Regions from separate parts of the Sus scrofa genome. Here all the other regions are linked to region 1. The links are chromatin contacts, called in public Hi-C maps. All regions are on one chromosome and are shown on one strand. Each heading gives the region's core, a stretch centred on a gene start, on an enhancer-like site or on the middle of the called end of the contact. The rest is flanking DNA. Distances are from core to core; before and after follow the strand shown. Region 1 overlaps LOC106508433 (a long non-coding RNA gene). Region 2 overlaps LOC106508433 (a long non-coding RNA gene). Region 3 overlaps LOC106508433 (a long non-coding RNA gene). Region 4 has its middle 52 kb from the start of GLRX. Region 5 overlaps LOC106508433 (a long non-coding RNA gene).

Region 1 (2,738 bases), core at 104-2,603:
CTTTTCTCTGTCTCTCTCATTTCTAGTCCCTTGTCTCATGTTGGATGTTATTTTTCCTCAGGGTTATGTACTTTTGTACCTGGCCTTTCCCCTTATCTGCTAATTTTAAAAAATACATGTCTAAAGAAATTCCTTATCTTTCAGAGGTATACACTAAAGTATTTATTAATGCAATGCTATGACTGGGATTTGATTCAAAATATTTGGGATGGGAGCAAGAGGGTGGGTATAAATGGAAAAATGACTGTTTATGCATTAATAATCATTGACGCTGATGAGTACATAAGGGCTCTTTATTCTTATTTTGTATATGTTTAGAATTTTCCACAAAAAAAGATTTTAATGAAAAAAGTTTGGGAGTTCTCTTGTGGCTCAGTGGGTTAAGGATCCACCTGGCATTTTCACTGCAGTGGCTCAGGTCACTGCTGTGGTGTGGGTACGATCCCTAGCCCCGGAATTTTGCATGCCGTGAGCATGGCCAAAAAAAATTTAAATGTATATATATAAATAAATTGAACTGATATAAAAAATGATTATGTATTACTGGTATAGATTATGGCAAAAACATAATATGGCAAAAATCATGCAGGTGATGTTTGAAAGTCTAAAGTGGGAAAAATACTAAGATAATAGAGAAGGAGCTTAGAATGAGTGGGGATAGTCAGCACTAGAATGTTAGAAGAACGAAATCTCCAGAATTCCATCATTTGGGGCTGACCCTCTTTGTAAAGGACTCCCTATGCTTTCCAGGGACTGAGGGGCTGGGGAGCAGGTAGGACTTGAGTGAAGAATTTGGAGACAGCTGTTGTGGGGAAGGGGAAGGAAGCCAGCTAGAGATAAGCTGCAGCTGAGGTTGGAGAAGGCAAGTCTACAATAGGGCTGCTCGCCAGTACCTTAGCAGTCTGAACAGTCTTCTAAGTGACTCTAGGGACCCTCAAGGGTGCTTCAGGTTTTCTGCAAAACAAAAGAAATCTTTTCTGTAAAACAGTGATGATGTAAACTCCCTGGAGAACCTATTTGTCTAGAAAATCTTTTTTATATACTGGGTTTCAGGAAAGATATTTTTGAAAAAAGTTTCACTGCTAAAATGTTGGACTAAATAACCATTATTCCTGGCATAGCTGTTCATTTTCTGGTGTGTGGTATGCACTTGCTGCTACTTTTGTTGTAAATGTTAGTGGTATATCCTGTATGATGCATATTGAATCCATCTCAAAGGGAGGAGAATTTTCTATGTGGCTATTGCTCTTTGGAGTGGCTTGTAGGTGTTTATCTGCCCTCTGTTTGGTTAAGGCAGGGTTTTCTATTTGTTTGTACACGCGCGCGCACACACGCGTGCGCACACACACACACACACACTCAATGTTGCATATAATTTCAAGGGTTCAAGGATCAGAGATCCCAGTTTAAATGTTGGATCTGCTCCACCTGGCATGGGGAACATGTCCATTTGTATTTAGCAAACAGAAGGCTCATTTTGGCTCTTAGAGATGATGAGCAGTATTGTCACTGAGATTGTTTATTCTTCAGTCTCTAATGTCAAAACTTGACCTTCTTATCTTGGTCTGAGAATTTACCAAAAGTTATTTGTTTGGGTCTGACTCAAAGTCTGTTATTCCTTTAATGTCACATAATTGGCTAAAATACAAAATACTTGTAACAGTATAACATGTCTACATAGTACAAATTGTATTTTATTTTGTATTTTGAAAGTAATTTGTGCAAAGACTTATACACAAATCAGTAATTGTGCTGCACATATTTAAGAAAGAGAAAGGAGTAATTTGACATCTTTTGAGGATTTAGAACATATTAGGTCCTCTGTGTGTAACTTATTAGGTCAACACAATATTGTCATTAGACAGATATTACTTTTTCTGTTTGAATGATGCAAAAACTAAGGTTCAGAAAGTCTAATAAATTTGCCTAAAATGACCAGTTAATGAGTGGCTGATCCAGCATTGAAACTCAGGTTTCTTTTAAGTTTTGCTTAACAGAGAACACTGGGTATTTATTGCTTTTTGACTGTATTCATTTCTTTCTTTTCTGGAGACTTGGTGCATCTGTTCCCTACTTCCATCCCAACCCTATCTTATGTTGTGCCGTTAAAATTATTAATCAAGTTACCCTGCCTCAAGACTCAAGCTGAGATAATCACATTCTCTTTTCGTTGTTTGAATCTTTCATGGAGCGTCTCAAAGATGGAAAACTTTGTTGGAACAATTTCTTTCTAGTGTTAACACCACGAATGAACTAACTGTTGACTCCCATTGCCTACCATCCCAGAGCTACCTTATTGGTTCTCTAGACTTCTTTTTAATTCTGTGAGCTATTCAATATCCTTAATAAACTCATTTCTTTTGTAAGTTATGTAGTACTTTGGGCTGAATTTTGCCCCCACCCCCCCACTCTTAAGTTGATGCCCTGACCTCTAATGTGATTGTGTTTGGAGATGGGGCCTTTGGGAGATAATTAGGTTTCAGCGCAGTCACAAAGCTTAGACCCTCATGAGGAGGTTAGTATCCTTACAGGAAGAGATACCAGAGAGCTTGCTTCCTCTGTCTGTTGTGTGTGGACACAGTGAGAGTGTGACTGTCTGCAGGCCATGAAGAGAGCCCTCACCTAGGAACCGAATTGGCCAGCACTTTTTTTTTTGTTTTTGTTTTTGTCTTTTTGCCTTTTCTAGGGCTGCTCCTGCAGCATATGGAGATTCCCAGGCTAGGGGTCGAATCAGAGCT
Region 2 (2,738 bases), core at 62-2,561, 250 kb after region 1:
ACCAGGCGCCAAAGCTATTCTCCTTCTTGAAACATCATGCTTTCCTCTTGCAGGTGTGTGTTCCCTTCAAAGTATAAGCTTATTAGTTTCCCTCCCATTCATTAAAAAAGAAATCAGAGTTCTTGTTGTGGCTCAGCGGGTTAAGAATTCGACTGGTATCCATGAGGATGCAGGTTCAATCTCTGGCCTCACTCTGTGGGTTCAGGATCTGGCATTGCTGCAAGCCGTGGCATAGGTTGCAGCTGTAGCTCTGATTCGGACCCCCCCCCACCCCAGGCTGGGAAGTTCCATATGCCACAGGTGCCGCCCTAAAGATAAAAATAAAAAAAAAAAATAAAAAGGAAATCTATCTTTGGCTTCACATGCCCCAGAAAATGTCCCATGTCTTCTTTCCTCTTATCTAAACTTTTTAAAAAAGTAATCTGTGCTCACTGTGACCACTGGGTGTGCCATTCATTCACTCTGCACCCCTGCAGTCTGGCTTGTGCTCTTGTTGAGGCCACGAGTATCCTTCTAATTACAAAATCCAATGGACATTTTCCAATCTTTGTCTTGCTATACATTTGGGGGCATTTGGCAATGTTGATTATATGTACTACTGCCCTCCAAAGTAATAGTATATTTTCCAGTTTTCTCATTCGCTTCTGTTCCTTCTTAAAGGCAAGTTTTTCTCTCTCCACCCGTCACTTACATCCTTGTGTGCCCCAGGTGTCTGTGTTTACAGCACACTACTTCTCATTATGGAGACTCTTCTTGGGTGCATTTATCTACTCTCAGGAGTTCAACTACCACCTGTATGCTAATGACCCTCTAATTCAACCTGCTACTCAGATTTCTTCCCTAAGGTTTAGACTCACCAATTCCATTACCTGCCAGGTATCTTCAAGTGGGCGCTTATCAGATATTTCAGATTTGATTCCTCAAAAACTAAGCAGAACTTTCCTCCAAATTCACTCTCTTTGTGTCACCATCTCTCTACCCAGTGAACAGGGTTATAAAATATCAGCCCTGACCTTTCTCTCTGTCTCTTCATCCAGCTGATGCTGCACGTGGATGGTTTCCCCTCCTATGTGTTTCTCGAATCTGCCCTCTCCGCCCCAGTCCTATCATTGCTACCGTTCTCAGACACACCTCCTCTTCCAGGAAAGATACAGCCTCCTAACTGGCCTCCTGGTTTCTAGACTTGTTCTCAGTTCTGCTCTTTCCAGAGCTACCTAAATGGTCCCTATTAAACACAATTCTGACCCTGTTCCTCTCAGCCACGCCATTCCATGGTTCCTGGAATCTACACCAGCAAGTTCAACTTCCTTTCCTGGCACGCATGGCCCTCTGTGGCCATCTCTTGCCTAATTCTCAGGCCTTGGCTCCTACTACTTGGATTCCAGCAATACTCAACCAGCAGTAGTTCCCTGTACACACCGTGTTCTCCCTCTGTTCTTTGTTTCTGCTTTTAAGATTAAATATTTTACTTCGGAGTGTCAAGTTGGTATTCAAAGGGCCATTTCAAGTTCATTCGATATTCAATATTAGAGCCTCTGTTCTTGCAGAGGGAAGAAAGAAAAGGCTCATAGCTCCACCCCCATTTCTGCCCCTTTCTCCCCCACACAAAGAGGGTACTGGACCTGAGATGTTTGTGCATCCTGCCTGATTTAAAGTATTTATAAGCACATCAAATATTTTAGGTTTTCACTCCAGGTTGTTCTTCCAAGCCAAGGAGAATCTATTTGTTATGAAGAGTGTGCTGCCCTCTAGAGGTGGCGTTCAGGAAAGGAACATATCCTATCCATGTCACAGCGTTCTGCAGTTTCTCCTGTGAAAAAACTGTCATAGTAAGACCTTTATTCTTTCTGCTATTTGTCCAAAATATGCTTTACCAGATCTCTGAGGCACAATTTTTTAAATTTACTTCCATATTAGTGTTTGGGGAGAAAGCGCAGGATGTACCTCAAAGTGCACTCGATTTGGAGTTAGAAGATTCAAGTTCTAGTCCGGATTCTCTTACGAATGTCTGTGAACTTAGATCTCTCCTCTGTTAATCAAGGGGTGTGATACTCCATCCAGAAAACTGAGAATCATGTGAAAGAATGCTTTGGCAATAAAACTGGTAACAGGAGTATCAGTAAATATTTATTATACTCTAAGTATACACAAAATACCAGGCTGGGGTTAAGAGTTGTTTTGCAGAGGTTATGTGTTTACATTTGATCTTTAGAAAGTTAAATAAAAATATGTGAAAAGTTCCCATTGTGGAGCAGGGGAAATGAATCTGAGTAGTATCCACGAGGATGTGGATTCCATCTCTGGCCTCACTCAGTGGGTCAAGGATCCAGCGTTGCCGTCGGCTGTGGTGATCCAGGTTGCAGATGTGGCTTGGTGTAGGCTGGCAGCTGCAGCTCTGATTCAGCCCCTAGCCTAGGAACTTCCATAGGTCACAGGTGTGGCCCTAAAAAGAAAAAATAATAGTATTTGAAAAAAATTTGGAAAGTATTTGGGGTTTCTATTTAAATGGATTAGTTGAACCCTGATCCCATGAAAACCTGGAAATGAAACTGAGATAAAACAAATGTAAAACTTACAATGAAGTTTATAAGAGTCTATTATAATATGAAAGCAGAACACACAGACACACTTTAATTTCCCAATAAGCTCTGGTGTAAACCTCCTTTAGCCTGACTTCCTCTCCCCTATTTTCAACCAAGGGAAAAAAAAGGAAGTCTTTCATTTCATGATGTGCCCAA
Region 3 (2,738 bases), core at 103-2,602, 230 kb after region 1:
TTTCTTGAGTTTGAATTTTTTTCTCTTAGCGTTATACCTTTGAGACTCATTCATGTTATTGGATGTATCTGTAGTTCTTTTGTTAAATCGCTATGTGGATATAACATAATTGGTCTATTTACCAGCCGATAGACATTTGGGGTTGTTTTAGCTTCTAGCATTTGAGAATAAAGTAGCTGTAAACACTCATATGCAGATTTTTATGTAGGCATAGGTTTTCATTTCTCTAGGATGAATACCTACCCCTAAGTTTAACTTTGTAAGAAACTTCCAAACTTTTTTCCAAAGTAGAATTCCTATCGGCAATATTTAAATGTTCTAGCTACTTTGCATCCTCATCAGCATTTAGTATTGTCAAATATATATATATATATATATATATAATTTGAGCCATTGTAATAGGTGTGCAGTGGTATCTTATTGTGTTCTTCAAGTTTTCATAGTTTTTAAGATCAGTTTGAATTGCACATCAAATAATCAAAAGAATGTTAGACATCAGAAAGACAGTTTCTTTTACGTTTAGAATGGATAGACAATAAGGTCCTACTGCAGTACAAGGAGCTGTATCTAATCTTCTGGGAGAAACCATGATAGACAATAATATTTTTTAAAAAGAATGTATGTATTTTAAAGAAAGAATGTACATATTTTTTGAAAAGAGAGAAAAAAGACAGTTTGTTGTTTTATTAGCTTTGGACTCTGGCTCTTTGTCACGTTCTCCAACTGCTGTTGCACCACTGGGCTCTCGCTAATCATAAATTATTTAACTATGTGATTCCTAAGCATACATGGCTTCAGCATACACAGAATCTTTGCTTTCTAGCTAGTTTGGAATATTTGTATCAAAGGATTTATAATAGAATCACTGGAAGCTTTTTTTTTTTTTTTTTTTTTTATTCATACAGTATGTCAGGGAAATGCCTACCAGGGGAATATTTCTGCTCATCATCTCCAAAATGGAAAAGCAGCCAATTATTTTCTGCAGCCCTCCATGCTGACCTCACATAGAGAAGTGGCTCTGGCGATAGTAAGAGGAGAATAAAATAAAAGTTGCTGAAGCTACAGCAGCAATTTACTTTCCATTCTTGCAGAAGTTGGGCATCTTTCTTCTTGCCTTAATTTGATTATTTGTTGGGCCCCATGATCACTTGTTCTTGTTTCTCTTCCTCCTGTTGTTACTGAGCTTTGGCTTGGTTAGAGGCCCTCCTTCATCCTTTCTAGGTCGTTGTGGTATGAATGAGGTGGAGAAAGTGGAGCGCTGGTCCTTCCTCTCCAGCGTAGACTAGAACAGAACCTTCTCTGCTACACAAGCATAGCAGCTCCTTCAGGATCTCATGACTACCCCCCCCCTCCGCTTTGAATGCCTTTGCCCTCCTCTTCTGCCTGGAGAATTCCTACTTGTCCTTTAAGATCAGATCAAATGTCATCTCCTCTATGATGCCAAATTCCCTGAGTCCTGTTAGTCACATCCACTGAACTTTGTGCTTGTTTTGTTTGAAGACCTATCACATTGCCTTGTGATTATCTGTCAGCATTTCTGTATCTTTCCTAGACTCTGAACTCCTCCCAGGCAAGAACCATGTGTTAATCGTTGTTGGCTTAACACATGGTACACACTGAATAAATATTTTTTGACTGACTCTTAAAACTTGCAATGTGGCTTTTTAAATTTTATTTTTAAAAAGTTTTCTTTTTTTTTTCTTTTTTTTTGCAGTGCAGCTTTTTTAAATGCTGAGATTTTCTTCAGCTTAGAAAAGGAATGATAGAAGCATTTGTTGAACAGAATTTTTTGTTTAGTAAAAGCCATTCATATGTAGTTTGACAAAGTGCTGGTTAGAAGTGTTATTGATCCCAGAAATGGATTCCTCTCACCCTCACCCAGTCAATGTCATTATAAACCTCATGTAATGGGAAAGAAAAATCAAAGAATTAAAAGAATTTTCTGATTCTTTTCTCCATTATTAGCCTCTGATATGTGTATAAGTTATTGCTTTAGCCATGCAGCAAATTATTAGGTCTTGGGACTAAAGAAATCATTGTTTAGTATGAGTATATCCCATGCATATTTGGGACATACTTATACTTTAAACAGTCTCCTGCTGGAGTTCCCACTGTGGTACAGAGGGTTAAGAATGCAGCATTGCCACAGTTGTGGCATAGGCTGCAGCTGCAGCTCAGATTTGACCCCTCACCCAGGAACTTCCATATGCTGCAGTGCATCCAAAAAAAAAAAATTCTCTTTTATCTGAAATTTAAATTTAGCTAGGTTTCCTTTATACTATTTGGCAACTGTAGCCAATAGGAAACCTCTTTACTCCATATGATGGAATGAATGGTAAGGAATAGTCAGTGCTCTTGGAAGTTAGTCCTGAAATACATAATGGACAGTGTGAGGCTGTTATTCTCTCAGACTGGCCAGTATACATCAACTCACTTGGATGGCCAGCTTAGCCAGCTTAAGAGAAGAGAGATCAGAAAATACTTGGTGTCATGAAGAAACTTTCTTCGGTTAGAGGGAAGGGCTGAGAGGATGCAGAGGGGATCTGAAAACTCCTCACAGGGAGTGTAATGGGAATCTCAAAGGTGAATGATGCAAGAAGAAACTGACGCTCTGATCAAAGCCACTCAGTGCCAGACTTCACTAATTCCTTAGTGAGGAGAGATGAATAAGACCACACCTGAGTTATATGTGCTGTAATTAGTAACATTTATCAAACTTAATTGTCAAGTAAATATGT
Region 4 (2,738 bases), core at 116-2,615, 220 kb before region 1:
TCATGGGGAAATAAGCATTGGCGTTAGTGGATGTGAACTCCAGCCGTATGGGATGGCTGTAAGGAACATGTCACTCGGATTACCCAGCCGGGTCACATTGCCTCCCAGAAAAAACTGTCACGCTGTCCAGAAGGTTTTCACTCAAGGGCAAAAGACTGGCAACATCTCTTTGCCAGTTTTCGTATAAGTGCACGACAGCATTTATGAGATAATAGTACTTGGTTTTTGTTGTTGTTGTGGAAGCGATAACCAGCCAACTCAGCCTCTGCAGAGCCTGGAGCAGGACAGCATGTCTGCCTGCAGCTCGGTGCGGAGGGCATTTTTGCTCCTGCACAGGGCAAAGCTAGCCTCTCCCAAGTCCTCAGAGATGGTGCTGCCATGTGTGGTTCCTTGCGCCTGCCCTGTGTTCCACAACTGGTATGTGGCCCAGTCCACAATGCTGCTTTCCTCATCCCCCTGAGAAGGGCCCCAGCCGCCCTTCGGACCCGGTGCCTCCCCTTCAGAGATGCCCAGGCGAGCTCCGCCTGTAGGTCCTCTCATGGCCCTGGGAGGCCTTGTTTGTTTTTGCTGTCAGAGGCCAGTCTGTCCCCTGACCTCTGACCCAGAACTGTTTGTTCCAACCGATCCCAGTCTGTTGCCCTGGCTCAAAACAAAGTGGATGAAAGCTCTTTCCTCAGGCCCTGCTTTTTTGCCCGAGATGGGGGCAGTGAAAATGAGTGGTGTGATCATGTGGCTGATGAGTCACTTGGGGCCATAAATGACCAGAAAAATATACTCTAGTTTAGGGCCGAGTAGGGCACTAACAGCTGAAAAGCAGTAGAGCAAACGTTAAGATCATAGTTTTCCAGCCAAAGAGAACTGGGCTTCGGTCCTGCCTTGGACTCCTCTGAGCTGTGTAACCTTAGGCAGACCTCTTAACCTCTCTGGGCCTCGGTTTCCAAATCTGTAAAACAAGGTTGATCATAGTGCATATCTTATAGAGCAGTTGTAAAGATTATATGAAAACAAACAAAGCATCAACAACAAAACCCACAAAGGTAAGGCACCTACTGCCTGGCATAAGGAAGCTCTCAAGATACTATAGTGTTTATTTGGTCGCCAGGAAAATCCCAAAGGATCAATGTGTTGGGTCACTGGTGCTCCTAGCACCATCAGCAAACATGTCCACGTTGCCAAAGCAGTATCGCCCTTCCTCCAACACCTTTGCTTTGTCTTTCAGGTCTCCTGCTTCCACAAATGTCCATGGATCGAGGTCAGTAACCTCTTAGGCAGGGAAGGTCACCTCATGATTGTGACATACGTGAGCACATCTCTGAAGAGCCAATGAGGTTCTGGCAAAAACCCCCACAGGCTGACTTGTCTGAGTTTCCTGACATGCCCACTACCAGCCGCCTGGAAGCCGCTGAGGTTTGATTGCAGGCTGCTCCCTCCCACAGCTGGCTGGAGTTTACTTCATTTAGGAGTCAGCCCTTGATCTCCACGATGACAGCCAGTCCTGCCTGGCTGGGGGATTGTGACAGCCTTTGTTTCCATGTGGGCCAAGTCTTTTGACAAGAGGGGAAAGCTCATTAGTTAGCTGTCATCCTCAAACGTGGTTAGGTTATGAGTAATTCTACTAGGAGAGCCAGGGAGCTGGCAGCTCGTTCCATAGAGATTGTTTTATCTATTTGTACAGAGTAGTGGGAGATTAACTGGGATATTTTATGTAAAAGTCTCTGTCAACTGTGGATGTGCTTACAGATCCAGCAAGGGGGACGAAGATGATTCCGCTTTACCTACCTCTGGGAGGTCAGTGCAGACACACCTGAATATGCAACCTGGCTGTGCCTCCACGCGCGCGTGCACACACACACATGCATACACACACACACACACATGCACACACACACACACATGCACACACACACACACACATGCACACACACCACCCACATTCTATGGTGAGGAAAGGATGGTGTGTAGCCTCGAGGACAGGTTTGGATAAAGGGTGCCTATTTCTGCTATAATGTTTTGGTTCTCCTTCTCGGCAGGGCCCGGCTGTTGCCTCAAAGCCAAAAGCGCCAACAGGACTTTTTGGTCTCCGCGGTCAACTCCAGTCTGCTGCTCCATCACTCGGCTTCCAGCAGGTGGCGCTGCGTCCCGCGTAGGCCTGGCCCGCCAGTCTTAGCTCCCCGGCAGGCTCAAAAGATACCAAGAAGTCGGGAAGTGGTCCCCGCTCACGTAGAGCCGCTGCCTTGGCGAACGCAATTGATGACACAGCGGCCTGACGCGGACCTTTGTCAGAGAGATGGGATTTGGCGTTTCCGCAGAACGGAAAACAAAGTGCTTCTGCCTGCCGGGCCAGAGTTGACATTTGCTCACCATTGATTCCGGGACGTTTACAGGCAGCGTGAGTTCATGTGAAATTGCAGGACTTTGCCATGAGTCAGATTCACTTTCTGTAAATCAGAGTCAACATTACACTTCCCCGCCCCTTGGGCCATTACTTGAATTTTTAGTTCACCCGTTGTATTTGTACTGAGGAGATTCAAGTATTTCATAAGCACTTTTTTTTTTTTTAAAGGGCAACACCAACTTGGGACAGATTGGTTGTTTGAGATTTTTGTCAACTTCTACCCTTCTTCACTCAGTGAAACATATGAAGGAAATGAAAGAATCAAAATTCTGCCCTAATCCACTGTCTACATTCTTGTCTACGTGTTAAAAAAGCTCCAGGCCGATTGCCTCATCTATGCGTC
Region 5 (2,738 bases), core at 127-2,626, 170 kb after region 1:
CTGCAATTCTATGAGCTACCCTGTATCCTTCTGATAAACTAATTTTGATTCAACTTTCTCTCCTTGCAATCCAAGAATCTTGATGGTTAAAGAGAAATTCTCAGCAGAGCTCCAAACACTAGAATGAAGTAATATTCTGAAATTTAGAAAATCATTTATATTTACCTTGGAGTGTTTTTTCTCATTCCTTCTGAATATGATGCTCTACTGCTCTGGAAAATTATTTCAGGCAAAATAATAAAATCATAGTAGGATTATCTGACATAGAAAAAGTTGGGACATGCAAAATAATGAAAATCAATATGCTCATAGTAGTATTAATTTTTAAAGAAAACTCCTTGTCACCATAAAAATTATATATGTCAGACACTGTGCTTAGAGATTTACAGATCTTATTTTTAATCTTTATAGTAACTCTGCAAATAGTATTAACCTCATTTTATGGATAGGGAGGCTGAATGAGGCTTGTCCATTGGTTAGCAGCTGACGAGAATTCTAGTCCAGTTCTACTCACTGAAAAGCCTGCACTCTCCCTCTGTAATGGCACACTCGGGATGTTAAGTTGAAAATTTTAAATGCTGTTTATTCATTCTTTCGTTAAATATTTATGGAGTTACTATGTAAATCTCCATGAATGTATGTAAATATAACCTTGGAGGATATACTCTAAGAAGTGGGAATGGCAAAATAGCATGTGGAAGGAGAAACTTTGTAGATTATTTAGATTAAACCTAAAATATGTCTACTAGGCAAGGTAAAGGATAATAGCTATTTTTCATCTTTGTTCAGATAGCCCACTCAAAATTTATTTTGACTCCAAAAAAATCTCATTTTCCCTTGTTCCCCTAATCCCTGTCTACCCTCCTCATCTAGCATATATTCATATTATGGTATGTTTAGAAACCTTTCTAAGTTATAGAGAATTTTAGCTCACTTATTTTGAGGGTATTTCTATGCAGTAATAATGTAAAAGGTGTTACTTGATGAAGAGATATAGGAAATTGTAGAAACCGAGTAGAATCCCAAGTATGCTAATCCTGCTTCTAATATCTTAGACACACCTGTATAGGACCAGAGATGAATAGCCACAATTCTGGTCTCTAAGGAACTAGAATTTAATAATTGTGCAGAAACTTTCATAGCATCTGTAGACCAACCTGGAAACTACATTATTCTTACCTCTTCTAGCATTCATAATGAGGATCTTGCAGAAAGATGCAGAGTATTGTAAATTTTAATTTTTTCCTCCCTTCAGTCTCATACTACATCCTACTCCTATTTAGCAATAGAAGGGAAAAGGTTAAACAAGCTGCCCCCATTGACAGTAGAGTTTACTTAGTTTGTGCAGAAGAAATTTTCTGTGTGCTCAGAGATATCACTGTTTGCTTTCCATGTAATGGAAAAAAACCATAAAGGTAATGAGTAGATAGATACTCCAGCAGCTGCAATACCAAACAAGTATTGCCAGGCTTTGTTTCTACCTATGCTGGAAGGTTTTGCATATTCAAATTCATTACTAATGATTCATTTTATTTTAATTTTAAAGACCTGGTCTATGTGAGTATTTGAAAAGTCTGCACTAGGTGAGGACTATAATATTTCTATGGAAAATTAAATTCATAAAAGAAAATAAAAGAAATTCATGAAAGAATGAAGCTGGCTAGAGAGTACAAATGCCTCAATAAATGATTCCGGACCAAACAGGCTAAGCAGTACCTAAGAGTGAGCTTTTATTATACTAAACAGAGTGGCAGAAGGTTAGAAAGTGGTTAGAGTTGGAACATTCTGACCACTAGTGTCAGCTTCCTAAAGAAACGTAAAAAAAAAAAAAATTCATTGTTCTTATAACTTCTTTTGATATAGTAAAATATCCAGTCTACATTTAATTTCTTTTCAAACACTTGTTATTGATGGTGGTGGGTGGAGATCAACTACCTTATAATAATAATAATAATAATAATAAAGTTATGGCTAGTTTTATGTTTCTCATTCTGTCTTAATCTCTTGGAACGCCTCTGGGTACTGGCTAGGAATCTCACCAGGCTCCGGTGGGAGAGGGTGAGCTCTGTATGTTCACAGGGGAAGCCAGGCTGAACTGAACAGGAGTGTATCCCGGAAGCAGCACCAATGGCCCTTTGGACTAGGATCCCTCAGGTGGAGGTGGCAGAACTGTCCAAGTCATGGTTCTAGACTTGGCTGAGATTGAAAAAATGCAGACTCTGGGGATCCAGCCAAATATGCCAAACTAGCATATCCTGGAACTCTGCCTTCTTAACAGGTAACCTGAAGATCAGCTCTGATTCCACACTACCTTTCTAAGTCCTTTGTGAAGAAGGAACCACCCTCCCTCCTTCAACCTGCATTGCTGCCACATATGGCACAAGAACGGCCACCAGTGTGTTCTGGAAGATTAGTCCTATCTTCAGGGCAAGTTTCTCAATACATTTGCCTTTTTTTAAGACTCCATCCATTCCTCTCAAATCCTTCACTTTGCTGTGCAGTAAAATCTGAATTTGACATTTTCATCCACTTTCCCATTTTCTTGTTTGGCTTTGCCCTGGCCAGTTACTAGGTGGCTAGTGATCATGTACGTTAAAGATAAATATTGGCACATAAAACTGTCAGTAATTCGTGGAGGTTCCAGAAAATGGAACTTTACCTATTGAGATGCTTAAAATTTTAAAAAAAGTGTTAAAACTTCTCTGCTTTCATAAGCAAAGTATTGAATCTTTTTCAAT

The links. Hi-C and Micro-C count contacts between places; a contact is called where the count stands out from the background.
Region 2: a contact with region 1 is called in a Hi-C map of liver, with 8 times the contacts expected there. The contact joins two enhancer-like sites. A contact is called at or near these places in 1 of 5 promoter capture datasets (liver), 2 of 47 Hi-C or Micro-C datasets (both in liver) and 1 of 2 datasets of contacts at active chromatin or transcription factors (alveolar macrophages).
Region 3: a contact with region 1 is called in a Hi-C map of liver, with 2.0 times the contacts expected there. The contact joins two enhancer-like sites. A contact is called at or near these places in 4 of 47 Hi-C or Micro-C datasets (epiblast stem cells, liver and skeletal muscle) and 1 of 2 datasets of contacts at active chromatin or transcription factors (alveolar macrophages).
Region 4: a Hi-C map of liver shows a contact between it and region 1, with 10 times the contacts expected there. The contact joins two enhancer-like sites. A contact is called at or near these places in 3 of 47 Hi-C or Micro-C datasets (liver and skeletal muscle) and 1 of 2 datasets of contacts at active chromatin or transcription factors (alveolar macrophages).
Region 5: a Hi-C map of liver shows a contact between it and region 1, with 7 times the contacts expected there. The contact joins two enhancer-like sites. A contact is called at or near these places in 3 of 47 Hi-C or Micro-C datasets (liver and skeletal muscle) and 1 of 2 datasets of contacts at active chromatin or transcription factors (alveolar macrophages).

What each region holds. Positions count from the first base shown.
Region 1 is chr2:102,707,693-102,710,430 of Sscrofa11.1, forward strand. All of the region lies in intron 4 of LOC106508433 (a long non-coding RNA gene), which reads left to right. Among named protein-coding and RNA genes, the nearest start is that of ELL2, 120 kb to the left of the region's middle. Within about 2 kb of position 1,354, at least 2 of the 83 cell types and tissues checked have an H3K27ac peak or open chromatin away from gene starts, as enhancers often do. A contact at or near this core is called in liver, where this site is marked.
Region 2 is chr2:102,960,865-102,963,602 of Sscrofa11.1, forward strand. All of the region lies in intron 6 of LOC106508433 (a long non-coding RNA gene), which reads left to right. Among named protein-coding and RNA genes, the nearest start is that of PCSK1, 88 kb to the right of the region's middle. Within about 2 kb of position 1,312, at least 15 of the 83 cell types and tissues checked have an H3K27ac peak or open chromatin away from gene starts, as enhancers often do. A contact at or near this core is called in liver, where this site is marked.
Region 3 is chr2:102,936,334-102,939,071 of Sscrofa11.1, forward strand. All of the region lies in intron 6 of LOC106508433 (a long non-coding RNA gene), which reads left to right. Among named protein-coding and RNA genes, the nearest start is that of PCSK1, 110 kb to the right of the region's middle. Within about 2 kb of position 1,353, at least 6 of the 83 cell types and tissues checked have an H3K27ac peak or open chromatin away from gene starts, as enhancers often do. A contact at or near this core is called in liver, where this site is marked.
Region 4 is chr2:102,488,671-102,491,408 of Sscrofa11.1, forward strand. No RefSeq gene overlaps it. Among named protein-coding and RNA genes, the nearest start is that of GLRX, 52 kb to the left of the region's middle. Within about 2 kb of position 1,366, at least 37 of the 83 cell types and tissues checked have an H3K27ac peak or open chromatin away from gene starts, as enhancers often do. A contact at or near this core is called in liver, where this site is marked.
Region 5 is chr2:102,877,730-102,880,467 of Sscrofa11.1, forward strand. All of the region lies in intron 6 of LOC106508433 (a long non-coding RNA gene), which reads left to right. Among named protein-coding and RNA genes, the nearest start is that of PCSK1, 170 kb to the right of the region's middle. Within about 2 kb of position 1,377, at least 8 of the 83 cell types and tissues checked have an H3K27ac peak or open chromatin away from gene starts, as enhancers often do. A contact at or near this core is called in liver, where this site is marked.